Regions from separate parts of the Oryctolagus cuniculus genome. Here region 1 is linked to region 2. A link is a contact called in public Hi-C data. All regions are on one chromosome and are shown on one strand. The core of a region is the stretch at or near the end of the contact, and the rest is flanking DNA. Distances in the headings are between cores, read along the strand shown. Region 1 has its middle 16 kb from the start of CTSE. Region 2 holds the start of RAB7B (RAB7B, member RAS oncogene family).

The links. Hi-C and Micro-C count contacts between places; a contact is called where the count stands out from the background.
Region 1: a Hi-C map of psoas muscle shows a contact between it and region 2, with 3 times the contacts expected there. The contact joins the enhancer-like site here to the promoter of RAB7B in region 2. A contact is called at or near these places in 2 of 6 Hi-C or Micro-C datasets (ear pinna and psoas muscle).

What each region holds. Positions count from the first base shown.
Region 1 is chr13:21,278,640-21,285,491 of mOryCun1.1, reverse strand. No RefSeq gene overlaps it. Among named protein-coding and RNA genes, the nearest start is that of CTSE, 16 kb to the right of the region's middle. Within about 2 kb of position 3,036, at least 1 of the 8 cell types and tissues checked has an H3K27ac peak or open chromatin away from gene starts, as enhancers often do.
Region 2 is chr13:21,240,115-21,246,435 of mOryCun1.1, reverse strand. It overlaps RAB7B (RAB7B, member RAS oncogene family), which reads left to right and starts at 1,437. Exons shown (of 7, transcript XM_070054944.1): 1 at 1,437-1,568; 2 at 2,996-3,168.

The sequences.
Region 1 (6,852 bases), core at 1,787-4,286, 37 kb before region 2:
GGTGATGCACACACAGGGCTCCAGGAAGAGGTAAGTTGGTGGAAAAATGGAATTCAATGGAAATTTATTGTGGTCCAAAATTTTGAATTCCATGTGTACTTTTTTTTATAATATGCATTTTCTATGAACTTTTTGAAGTCTCCTTGTATTTGCAGTAATGACTATCGTAACTCTTGGTGTACATTAGCCTCGGTAGTATCACCAAGCACTGAAGTGTAGCTGCCTGCATCTAGAGTTTAGAAGGAGTTACGTATCCACGGCATCGCAAGAATGCCTATCAATTCTAGTGACTGTTCCTACAGAAGCTAAGGTAACACGAGAAGCGAGCGTTGCAATTGCCACCAAAAACGCTTGCTTTCATGAAAATTGTTTATGACTGAAATGATCTTATGATCAATTGTTAAAGCCCAGAGGGTTTTTCTTTGGATAATTTCTTGTTCTCTTTTTTTTTCCCTAATTTTAATTTTTTTCATTTTAAAGACAGAGAGGGAGGAAGAGAGACAGGCTGAACTTTCCCGTCTGCCAGTTCACTCCCCAAATATCCCCAACACCAGGGCTGGGCCAGGCCAAGGCCAGGAGCTGGGAGCCCAGTCTGGGTCTCCCACGTGGGTGGCTGGGAGCCAAGCGCCCAAGCCGTCATCTGCTGCTACCCGGGTGCACATGAGCAGGAAGACGGATCAGAACTTGAAGCAAGGCGCTCCACCCAGACGTGGGATGAGGGTGTCCCAAGCTGTCTTCTCTGAGTGCCAAATACCGCCCTTATTTTTGAGTTCCTAATTATCGTGACTAAAACCACCAATTTTCTATTATTTTTGATTCAACCATTTTAAGTATATAATCTGTATAGAATCAACTTGTGTCTGCTTTGTTCTCACCTAACTTGAAAAGCAGATCTTCTTCATAACCCACAAAGGCATCATCGGGGCCAACAGGAACCCTGAACCTCTGAATGATTTGTTACAAACTGACCAGGGCAAGAGGTCAACTGGCGGAGCACCCGCAGCTTGTCCAGGTGCTCTGGCCTCGGGCGTGTTATGGTACATCAGTGCCTCCCAGCCACCCAGGGCAGAGTGCAAACGTCTTAGCTGGGCGCAGAGGGCTTGCTGGCGCCGCTGGAGTCCCGCCGCCTCCCAGCCCCGTGTCCCAGGCAGTTCCTCTGACGCTGTCGCAGCAGCCACCTCGGGATTGCCCCAGCGTCTCAGAAGCCTGTGCACACCTGCTCCCCAGGGACACTGCTGCCTGCCTCTTCACCCGCGTGGCCCTTGCCCGTGCACCGGCTCCAAGCCAAGCTGCCTCCTCCTCCAGGAGCCCTCCTGCTCTGATCCCCAGGGCTTCCTGGGCAGGCAGGGTGACGCTCCCAGCCAGCACCTGCGGTGACACAGACCCCGTCACCTCGCCCGCCATCCAGGGAGGGTGGCATCTCCCCGCTCTACACTGGTGTGTTGTCCAGTCTTCGAGCCCCGAGCTCCACGAACTCTTGCACAAAGACACGGGCAGTGGTCACATCTGTTTGAAAACCTGCGTCTCACTAATGATCAAAGACACACAACTGTAATTAAACACTTTTTTGAAAAAAAAAAAAAAAAAACACTAAAATCCTCAGCCTGAGGGCTGACAGTGTATGGCAGACAGACAAAATTTTTTTAAAGATTTATTTATTTATTTGAAAGTCAGAGTTACACTGAGAGAGAAGGAGAAGCAGAGAGAAAGAGAAAGAGGTCTGCCATCTGGTTCACTCTCCAGACAGCCGCAAAGACAGGAGCTGTGTTGATCCAAAGCCAGGAGCCAGGAGCTTCTTCCAGGTCTCCCACGTGGGTGCAGGGGCCCAAGAACTTGGGCCATCTTCTACTGTTTCCCCAGGCCATAGCAGAGAGCTGGATCAGAAGTGGAGCAGCCGGCACTTGAACCGGCATGCATATGGGAATGCCGGCACAGCAGAGGGTGGTTTTACCCATTACGCCACAGGGTCAGCCCCAGGAAGATAAACTGTTGCAATTTTCATGAAGGGCAAATCGGTGGTGAGCATCAAAAAGCCACGAAAATGCCATCACTGTCCATGCAGATGCCAGCTAAGGGGTCTGCAGCCCATATTTGAGTGTCTGGTCCAGCGCCTGCCTCCAGTGCCCGAATCCACCTGCCTGCGAATGCACACCCTGGGAGGCAGCCATGATGGCTCAAGCAGTTGAGTTCTTGCCAGTAGATGGAAGATTCTCTCTCTCTCTCTCTCCCTCCCTCCCTCTCTTGCTGCCTCTCCTTCTCCCTCAGTAATTCTGACTTTCAAATAAAATAAACAAATCTTTAAACAAAAACAGCCAGTGAGGACAGGCTGTTGGGCCTGTTGTGGGATGTCATATGGAGGAATACCACGTAGCCATCGCAAATACGCTCCGCTGAACCAGCTGTGCCGTGCTCCGTGTCTGCACGGGTGCCACACACGGTCTTTCCCATGTCAGCCTCGTGGAGAAGGAAAGGCCAAGACCATCGCCAGCCATTATTGCTGAGTGGTGAGACTCCCGGTGATTCTCAGTCTTCCTCCTTGCTTCTCTGCGTCTTCTAATGCGTCCACAGAGAGCCAATGCTGGGCTGGAGGGGACGAGGAGGAGGAGGAGGAGGGCGAGGAGAGGAGTGGAGGGAAGGAGAGGGCAGGCTGCAGCAGGGTCTGGCCTCCCTCCGGGCGTGAGGGCCCCCGCAGGGGTCAGCAAGGACACAGGGAGAAAGCAGAGGCCAGGAATGAGGAGAGGGGCCAGGGCTGGCAACCCTGACATCTCTGCCCGCGCTGAGATACCAGAAGCCTCGCGAGCGAAGGTGGTTTTTCATAAAGAAGTGTTCGGAGGCCAGGCGAGTCCCTAAAGGCCTCCTGGGCGCCATCACACGGCCTGAGAACACAGCACCCAGGAAGCTAACGTCCTGGCACGGAGCTCACAGCGGACCACCTCCCCCCTCGCACCTGACGCAGCGGGCAGTCCCTCCTGCAGGCCTGGGATCTTTTTAGTAGCGCCTTCTATTTTTGATGTAGGTCAAGGGAGCGCCTTTGCAAGGAAGCTAGGTTGTGGTTTTTTTTTTTTTTCCTCCTGGCAATGAATTCATTGTGACATGGGATAAGCAAAGGGCACCCGTCTCTGCTTTCCTCCGATTCTATTTTAAAACGCATTTCAGTAAATGTCACTTTAATCTGCGCACCCAGCCAGCATGCCTGGGCCCCCCTGGAGTCACTTTCTGTGTCGCTCATTTTGCAAATCAAAGGCACGTGCAGAACCGACTCAGCAGATTCACCACTGCCAAGTAGGAGGAGAGTCGTGGAGGGTAGAGAGTGAGAGCATTTCTAATCAGCTGCCTGGACCAGCTCTCCCACCCAGCCCTCCCCAAAACTGGCCTACTCCCGGCCTCATCAAGGGGCTTCCCGGCCGGTTTCCCTGCTCTCTCTCTCTCTCTGTGCGCCAGCTGAGGAGGGATTCGCTGCCTGGCCGGAACAGGGAGGGAGTCCAGCCACGCAACCATTCTCCTGGAAGCCTCTGCCTGGACCCAGCAGCCGTGAAAGCCGTCCCCTCCCTGTCCTCCCTCCGTCCCCTCCCTGTCCTCTCTCCGTTCCTTCCCTGTCCTCCCTCCATCCCCTCCCTGTCCTCCCTCTGTCCCCTCCCTGTCCTCCCTCCGTCCCCTTCCTGTCCTCCCTCCGTTCCTTCCCTGTCCTCCCTCCGTCCCCTCCCTGTCCTCCCTCTGTCCCCTCCCTGGTCTGCATTGCAGGCCCAATGAGGGAGACCCGGGCTAGAAGCAGGCCAGACCGGCTCCATCCTGCAGCTCCGTCCGTCCCAGCACGTCCACACTGAACAAATCAGATGGTGGCCTCCTAGTCACAAACACTTATCAACAGGACAAGATCTAGGTTTCGGGGACAAGACCCAGGTCTCAATAAAAAACAAGCCGGAAAGAGCCCCATGAAGCCTGCCCCCGGCTTTCACAGTCACTAATGCATAACCACTACCGCCGCTGCTTGGAGATGATGTGTTACAGACACACCGACACAGCAGACTGGAGACCACAGCGGCTGGCTTGGTCTCTCTGCCTACCGGCCCCGCCCATGCTGTTCAGAGTTTCTCTTTTTATTTAAATAAAACTTTGCTTCTCCTACTCTCACGGTTGTGTCCGGGACACCAGGCCCTGGGCTCTGAGTCCCGCACAGCTACAGCACGCTGGGCAGGCGAGAACCGCCGCTCGCCACTCGCTCAGCGAGCTTGTTCTGAAAGTGCTGCATTGTTCCGTGGGGCAATCACAGGACTTACAACTTTGTTAAGCTTCAGGTTAGTTTTGCCTTTGGTTTTTCAGACATAGCCTCTGGGTGTTTTTTTTTTTTTTTTTTTGGGGGGGGGGGGGGAGGCAAAGCCCACAAGTTTTAGCGCAGCAGACTAACGTCTCTTCCCACTCAGACTGCCACCTGCAAGGTGCAATCACCTCCTCTAGTCCTGGGCTCTTTTCTGATGGATTTTCTCAGAAAAAAAATTAATAAACTCACAGATCACAGCGGGGTATATGCCTGGCGAGCCCCCTGGAGAGAGTGTGTTTGCTCGCTAGCTAGCTGGTTTGTTTCCCAGAAGTAACTCAAGAGGGCCTTTGTTCGTACAAAATGTCTTCTTTCCTTTTGTTTTCAGCTCCACAGTGTTAGGCAGGGGTTCCTGACTGTGCTGAACCATGGGCTGCTAACAGACACTCATGAAACCTAGGGTTACAAAGCCCTTCTCCCTCCCCCACCCCAGCCCACCTACAAACCCCAGAATCTGACTTCAAAGGGGAAGTAGATAAAGGGTGTATTCCAGGATCCCTTTATCCACCCCCCCACCTTTTTTTTTTTTTAAACATCAAGGCTCAGAGACCAGCAGCGAACTACTTTATGGCTCAGCCTGGCTCACCCGATAACAATCACTGTTCAGCCCTAAACCCCATTTAGAAGGACCAATGCCTCAGCCCGCTTAAATTTACCCTCCAGGGATTTGGAACAAGCGATGGCAACTCACTTGGAAAATTAACCTACCCGGCTTTCTGAGCGGAATCAGCAGGCATGGAATAAAGAAATTCGGGTAAGGCCTGAGCCGGGGGACCAGGGTAGGGGGCTTCACAGAGCCGCAGCTGGGAGGAGCCCCAGGCTGGACTTGATCTGCTCCTCACATCCATCTTTGCAAAAGGAAGGGGCTGCGAGAGCCCCCAAAGAGAGGCCTGGAAGCGGCCGCCCCACTGTGCCGCCGCCCATGGAAGGAGGCTTTTCAGCGGGGATTAACAAGACAAGCCGGCCGATGAAAGCACACAGCAGCCCTCGCCCATCTGCCGGACAGATAATGAGGGCTTCTCCTTCCCCGAGCCAGGACGCCACATCCATTCCCAAGGCAGGCGGCAGCGTGAAGCCTGCTCTGGGAACCGCCTGCTGAGCGAGCAGCCATCTAAACGGCCCTAATCCTTGACCGTGAACTTGAACCTTGCTGCCCACCCACACTTCGTGGCCTCCTTGTCCAGAATCCAATGCTCAGCACATCAGCAGAAATTTAGATAGGAGGAAAGCATAGATGCTCAGATTTTTCATCAGAGTCTTATTTGGAAAAAACGCCCTCTAAGATTCTGTTAGGTAGGAAGTTAAAAATTAGCCTATGTGTGTGCAAGAAGGGCCTGAAGAAGCCAGCCTGGAGCCCAGCATCTTGCACTTCAAAGCCCTGCCCACACCCAGATGACCTCCCAGGTGGTCCCAGGGAAAGCTCCCGGGAGACCAAAGGGGAAGCTCTTTTGCCTTCGCCCTGTGCCAGGGCTCCCCAAACCTGGGAAGAATTTGCCAATTTCCTCTCCACAAAACTCTATCCTAAAGGAGAAGGGGGAAGGAGGAAGGAGACTCCCTTAAAAACCAGGACACTAAACAAAGACTGCGTCTCTCTGCCGAGGCACCAGCCTGGCCTGCCCAGGTGTATTCTCTCCACTCAGCCATGCAACCTTGCTTGCCCCCGTCCAGGTGACTGGGCACTCACTCTCTGTCCCTTCCGTTCGGATGGATGCCCTGTCCCCAGTCAAGCCCTATTACTTTGCTCTCTGAATTTACTTTGCCCGAATTCTTTCTTGCGTGAAGACAAGAACCTGCGGCTTCTCTCTGGTGACATTTCTAAGTACCATCATTGGAGATTCAGCAACAAGGGCGGCTTCACTCAATTTGCCCGGCCCTGCAAGTTGCCAGCTGTGAAGGCCCCTTTGGTTTACAGAGGTGGGCAGTGACTTGTCCCAGGCCACTTCACAGGTCAGGGGCCATGCCAGGGCTGTACCAGCGGCTCTGAGGCCACGTCCCGTTGGAACCCTGCACGACCTAGAAATCTGTAGCGGAGAATCAATCTTCCATGTGATATGTGAGCACAGGCAGGAAGGTTAGGTAGGAACAGGTGAGCTGGAGGATGTTCCTAATGAGTTCTGCCTCTAGCCTTGCGCTGTAACTCCACCCCTCACCTGCCAATCAAGTAGGCGCAATTTCCCATGATGCACCTGCATCTTGGGGACCAGGAAGGAGACTCCATGATGGTGATGTGGGAATTAACTCCACACAGGGGTGCTTTGAAACTCTAGAAAGCCCAAACTGCATCGTGATGGTATGTGCAGTTAGGGCACTGTCGCTCCCCGTCTTCGTGGAGGAACGACACAGGACCCTGCGCTGTTCTTTTGTCTGCTCGGCCCTCCCCGGGTTTGCTGCTGGTTCTTCCCGGGTTGGCTACCGACCCTTCCACCTCCATGGAAGGGCGGTTCCCCCTGCCACTTTCCCCACTTCCGCGGGGGAGCGGCACACCGCCGGCCAGCTCTCTCGGGGGCTGCACAGGTGTTCCTTCAGATAGATGTTCC
Region 2 (6,321 bases), core at 188-2,687:
AGCGAGGGGTGTTAGACAAAGGCGTGGGCCAGCTGGGGCCATAGCCTGCCCAGAAGGGGATGGAGGGTGCGGCAGGTGCAGGCACCCTGGGCCATGAGCGCTGGTGACCGCCCCGGGTTGGGCATCGTCAGAACTCGCTCCTGTCCCCTTTCATCTGCAGCCGCAGTCTCCAAGGCGCGGCTCAGGCAGCTCACACGCCAGCATCTGAAGTCACTGGGGGCTCCGCCATCCTCAGGGTGGCTCGCACAGTCTCACCCGAGAGCCCTGGGAGGTGTTAGGACCAGCCTTACATCGCTCACATCTACTGGGGGTGTGTGTGTGTGTGTGAGAGAGAGAGAGAGAGATGAGTGTATGATGTGTGGTGTGTGTATGTGTGTGTGGTATGTGTGTGTGATGTGTGTGTGAGATGGGGGTATGGTGTGTGGTATATGTGGTGTGTGTGTGTGTGATGGGAATATGGTGTGTGGTATGGTCTGGTGTGTGTGGGTGTGTTGTGAGATAGGAGTGTCGTGTGGTGTGTGTATGTGTGTGAGATGGGGGTATTTGTGTGTAGTGTTGTGTGTGGTATGGTGTATGTGATGGAGGTATAAGTGTGATGTTTGGTATGTGTGGTGTGTGTGTGTGTGGTGTGCTGTGTGTGATGGAGGTATGGTGTGTGTGTGTGCATGTGTGAGATGGGGGTATGGTGTGTGGTGTAGTATGGGGTGTGTGTGTGTGGTGTGATGTATGTGATGGAGGTATGATGTTTGGTATGTGTGGTGTGTGTGTGTGTGGTGTGCTGTGTGTGATGGAGGTATGGTGTGTGTGTGTGCATGTGTGAGATGGGGGTATGGTGTGTGGTGTGGTATGGGGTGTGTGTGTGTGTGCGGTGTGATGTATGTGATGGAGGTATGATGTTTGGTATGTGTGGTGTGTGGGGTGTGTGTGTGTGTGTGTGTGGTGTGCTGTGTGTGATGGAGGTATGATGTGTGATGTTTGGTATGTGATATGTGTGTGTGTGATGGAGATATGGTGTATGTGTGTGAGATGGGGTGTGGTGTGTGGTGTGGTGTGGTGTGTGTGTGGGGCTGTGAGATAGGAGTACGGTGTGCTGTGTGTGTGTGTACGTGCATGCGTGTACAATAACGAGGACAGGGTAAGACGGGAGGACCTGACCTCCTCCCTCCAGGCTGGTGGTGAGACCGAGTCCAGCACACCTGTGTGTATCTGAAAATTCCACCAACAGAAAGGCCAAAGCAGTTGGAGCCCCCCTGGCGCCACACGTGCAGCTCCCGGCCCTGGGCCGCCACCCTCGGCCCTCCCCGGGGAGGAAGCTCCGGCAGCAGGCAGCAGCGGCAAGGCCCTGACTTTCCCATTCCACCCCACCCCCTCCGCCCACACGGCTGAGGTCACCCCGGCCCAGCCTCTTGTGCAACTTTCCCAAGTGTGTGCCGAGAGGGAGAGGAGGAAAACTCGGGGAAGCCCTGGCCTCGGCCACCTCGGGGGCTCGCTCCGCGCCCGGCGACACGCCCCAGACTCTTGGAGAGCTGCCGGCCAGCCTCGGATGCCCAGTGCGCGCCGCAGCCGCTGTGAGTGCCCTGGCGGCTCGGCGCGGTCCTCCTGGCCGGCGTCCGAGCTATCTGGGTGCTTGGGGGAGGCGCGGAGGCGGGGGAGGCAAGGATGGAGGCCGAGACTCGCTGCTGCAGGGCGTAGAGGCGGCCGGGACCCGGCCTTGGAGAAGTTCCTGGGGCGTGAGACTTCCCTGTGCGGCCCGCGGGCTGGGGTCCAGCTGGGGGAGTCTGCAAGGGCCGTCAGTCCCAGGCGGGGCGCTGCTGCCGGCGTGGTCGGCCCGGAGAGGGCGGCGTCGCTGCCCAAACCCGCAGGGCCTGCCGGAAACCGGAGCCCCCTGGGAGGGCCCGCGGCCTCTGGCTACTTTCTGGGTGGAAGCTGTGTCGCCCCGCCTGTTGGAGATCATTAGTGTACTTCCCAGCACAGCGCTGCCAGGCTGGGCGAGAGGTGCAGAGTCGGGCGGATCTGGATTCTTGCCCCAGCTTGCAGCCAATTTGTTCTTGAGGCAGGAATCCACCGCTGTCTGGAGCTTTCTGAAAATTGCAGGTTCTCTGTAAGGCGCGCATTGTGCTTCAATAAAAACAGTTCCTCTGGGCTTGGCCACCAATCCCCCACCGGCAGAGCTCCCACTGAGATGGTAACTCTGTATCCTCCGGCCCCCAGAGGGCTGGTGCGCGCAGCAGGCGTGCAGCAGGTGTGCTGGAGGTGTGGACGCATAGATGCATGGACACAGCTGTGGACAAAAGAATGGATGGTTACTTGTAGAGGCCTCTAGTCCCAGTCTGTTTGGGGGTGGGGAGATACAGAGAGGTGTAGGGCACTGCCCTGCCCACTGGGAACGCGCAGTCTACTTGGGGAGAATGCTAAGGCTCCTGAAACCAGGCTCTGGGTGCACTTCCCCGAAGGAGCAGGCCTAGACCTGCTAGGGTTTAGTGGGTGGAGCAGTTGAGAGAGCTCTGTGTTTTAGGGCGGGTGTATTTGTCATTTTCCAAGGCAATAGCATGTGGGAGAGGGGGTGCCGAGAAGCAGAGCGAGAAGTCAGAGGAAATAGCAGGACAGGGTGGGGAGCCTGTGTCTGCTTCCAGACTCTGCTGTGCCCTGCTCGCTGCTGTGCCTGCCCCCAGGAACGGCAGCCATCCCAGCACAAAGACGCAGAAGACTGTGCCTGGGTCCTGGCTGGGGCCAGTGGGGTAAGGAGAGAAAGGGGAGTGGGAGGGTGAGAGCAGAGCAGGTGCGAGAGAACAGCTCCCTTGCTGTGCAGGGACCAAGCTACACCTGAGCTTTGGCAAATGGGCCAGCTCCGGGTTCCAAGCCTGGAAGTCCTGCCAGGTAACAGCTGGAGATCAGCGGGTCACCTGCAGCGGGAGGTGACGGCTGCCGGTTCTGCTCCGGCCGCCCCGGGCCAGGGGCCTGCAGTCCAGTCGTGTCTCTCTCGGTTATTTAACAGAGAAGGGTGACAGCCCGGCCTCCAGGAAGATGCCCTGGTTTGAAACATCTGACTCAGCCGAGTGGGTGGGAGGAGGCCTCAAAGAACAGCCATGGCCAAGGCCCAGCCAACGGCAGAGGAGAGTGGGCAAGGGAAGGGACTTCCGCCACCCTGAATCTGCACAAGCCTTCTAGGTGAGCCCAGCCAGTATCCGCCTGGCCACTCCCGATCCTGGCCACTGACCCAGTCCTCACCACGCTCATTGCTGTGGGTGATCCTGGACTCAGAGCTGCTGTTTTTAAATAGCAGCTTCAGCAGATGCGGGTCCCTTTGGGAGCTGGGTGGGGAGTTTGCGGTGCCAGCACACGTTGAGGGCAGGACCAAGGGAAGGGACCCAGGCGGTCAGGGCGTTGGAAGGAGTGCAGGCGACAAGGATCTGAGGGAGAAAAGGATTCAAGTAAAATCCAGGCAGTAGCTTCCAAACGTCAGCAGGGTGGCATGCACTGAGGACTCAACCCGCCCCGGGAGAGGCAGCTGCATCGCTCCAGCTGCGATGGAGAAGGTGCGAGCACTGGGCGGGAGCGTGGGGCAGACGGCCTCGGTGGGCCTGCCGGTGGGGTGCAGGCTGCACACGGCAGCCATGGGGACGGCGGCTGGCACCACAGCCGGGTCTCTGGCCCCTAAGCTCCTCCTGCTCTTCTGGATCCTCCCCAACCGGGGGGGCCTCTTGTGCTGTGAGAACCCCCCAGAGGGACGTCCATTTCCCTGGTGAGTGCGCAGGACCCCCCTGGGCCACCCGTGTGGGGAGCAGGGCGAGAGCCCTGACTGCAGGCTCCCCCGGGAGCCTCCCCATCCCACCCCGGACCCTGGAGGGCATCGTCACATGGGGAAATCACACTCAGAGGACTCTGGGCTGCACGTAGTCTTTTAAAAAGCCTTTATTTGATTTTTTTAATTAAAAAATAACTTGGGGGCCGGTGCTATGGCTCACTTGGTTAATCCTCCGCCTGTGGCGCCGGCATCCCATATGGGCACTGAGTTCTAGTCCCAGTTGCTCCTCTTCCAGGCCAGCTCTCTGCTGTGGCCCGGGAAGGCAGTGGAGGATGGCCCAAGTGCTTGGGCCCTGAACCCACAGCACCCACATGGGAGACCAGGAGGAAGCACCTGCCTCCTGGCTTCGGATCAGTGCAGCGCCAGCCATAGCGGCCATTTGGGGGGTGAACCAACAGAAGGAAGACCTTTCTCTCTGTCTTTCTCTCTCACTGTCTAACCCTGCTTGTCAAATAAAAAATAACTTAGGCTTGTGTATGCAACACATTTTAAAGCCAGGCACATAAAATGGCCCAGTGGCCCTCAGACTCTCTTCTGCCTTGCCCGCTCTCTCTTATTCATCATTTGGTGTGCATCTGGCTGGCTGCGCGTTTGCAGGGAAAGCACACATAAGACATGAATCACGGGCCAGGAGGCTGCTGCTTGCTGTCAGGCAACTGCGATCCTGCCATCCGCATCGTCCCTCGGCCTTCGTTTTTTGACTCACATTACCACGCGTGGCCTCCCACGTCCTGGCGTCATCTCTTCACACCTGCCCAGCACTGCAGAGTGGGAGTGGGTCAGAATCCATATGGGCAATCTGCCTGATGGGCGCTTGGATGACACCCACGCCTGGGCAGTCGTCCGTGTACAAGGACACCTGCGAGCACGCGTGTGAGTTTCAGCAGGGCCGAGTCCTAGCAAGAGAGTCGAGGGTCTGAGCAGACGAGGTTTTGATAGCGTCAAATGCCCTCCGAAATGCCTGTGCGACTCGCGCTCTACCCCTGCCCCGGGAGTGCCTCTCCTGCAGCCTGCCCACCCTCAGCGTGATCAGCCGTCCTTTCAAATCGTTTCTCCTCTGGTGGATAAATGAAATATCTTTAAATTTACATTTCCACGATCATTAGTAGGTTTGAGTCTCCTTTGAAAGTGTCCTGATTCTTTAAAGACTTCCATTGTCTACTTGCTGACATTTGTTTATCCATTGGCTTGCTGCTGTGCTGTCTTCTATTAGGTAAGGGTGATTTCCACTTCGGGTGGTGATCCTCAGTTGCCTGTATCACAGATGCTCTCTCCCTACAGCCCCCAACATCCTACTCATACCAGCTGGGCTGCCCCCTGTCAAACCCTCACCCAGCCAGGCCCGGAGCTCTCCGACGGGGACAGGCTGGGTGATTCCCGCTGGAGTTTTGCAAACAAGCAGTAGAAATTCACAGCTGGGACTGTAGTTTCTGGAGTTAGGCTGGGGATTCAAATACCAGCACCAAGTGCGGGCTGTACCACGTGCAGGCTTCTGTCTTGAGGGAGAAAATGCCTAACTTCTTTAGACAGCCATTTCTTTGGGAATAAAATAAAGATTCGAATCGTGTCGACCCGACAGGCTGCGTTGTGTGTGGATAACAGTCATCAACCGTCTGGCACTTCTTGGGCCCTTAATTTGTGCCAGTGACTGCATTGTATGTGTTCAATGTATGAGAGTAATGTGTTCATTCTTTTCACAAAGATATGCGTATTACTTATCTGTGTTTCGGCCAAGCTCTCGCCTGCTGCCAGGCCCAGGAATGTGAACCTACAGTGTGAAATGCACTCATTCCGACAATGTCAATGTGTCAGGTCCTGGGCCGTGACACATCTCCCTCCCAGGCCTTCCGCCTCCGCTGCACCTCTCTGTCCTTTCTCTGTCTCCCCGAGCTGTCCTCGGGCTCCCAGCCCAGGACGCTGGATTCCTGTGCACACAGATCCCACGGGTTCAGTCTTTGAGGATGGGGAAGCAACAGGACACAGAAGAGATTCCTCCGGCCTTCCACACCAACACTGGCTCATCCGTTTACCACCTGTGTGGTCTTGGAGGTGTTACTGTGACTGTCTCTCTGAGCCTGGGTTGTCCTTCATTCCCAGGGAGCCACAGCAGACTCTGTTTTAGGCTCCTCGTCCAATGACACAGAAATCCACAAACGCTCCAGTCCCTTATATAAAAAGGCAAAGTATTTGTATGTTCAGCAATGCACATTCCCTTATATCATCTCTGATTTCTTGTAATACCTAATAGCAGGCAAACGCTCTGTGAGGCGTTACCATACCCACTGTTCAGGAAATCAAGACAAGGAAAGCAGCCTGCACGGGCTCAGTGCAGATGCAGTTATTTTTCTGAATATTTCCAGGCTGCAGTTGGTAGGAGGTGCCCACTGCCCTGGGCTCGGGGGTGGGGGGCTGCGCCGAGGCTCCCCACGGCCCCTAGTGTGCATAGGGTGGCCCCCTGCAGGCGCTCAGCCAGGCCTGTTCTTTCCCCACTCCCTGCGTCCCGGCGCTGACAACTT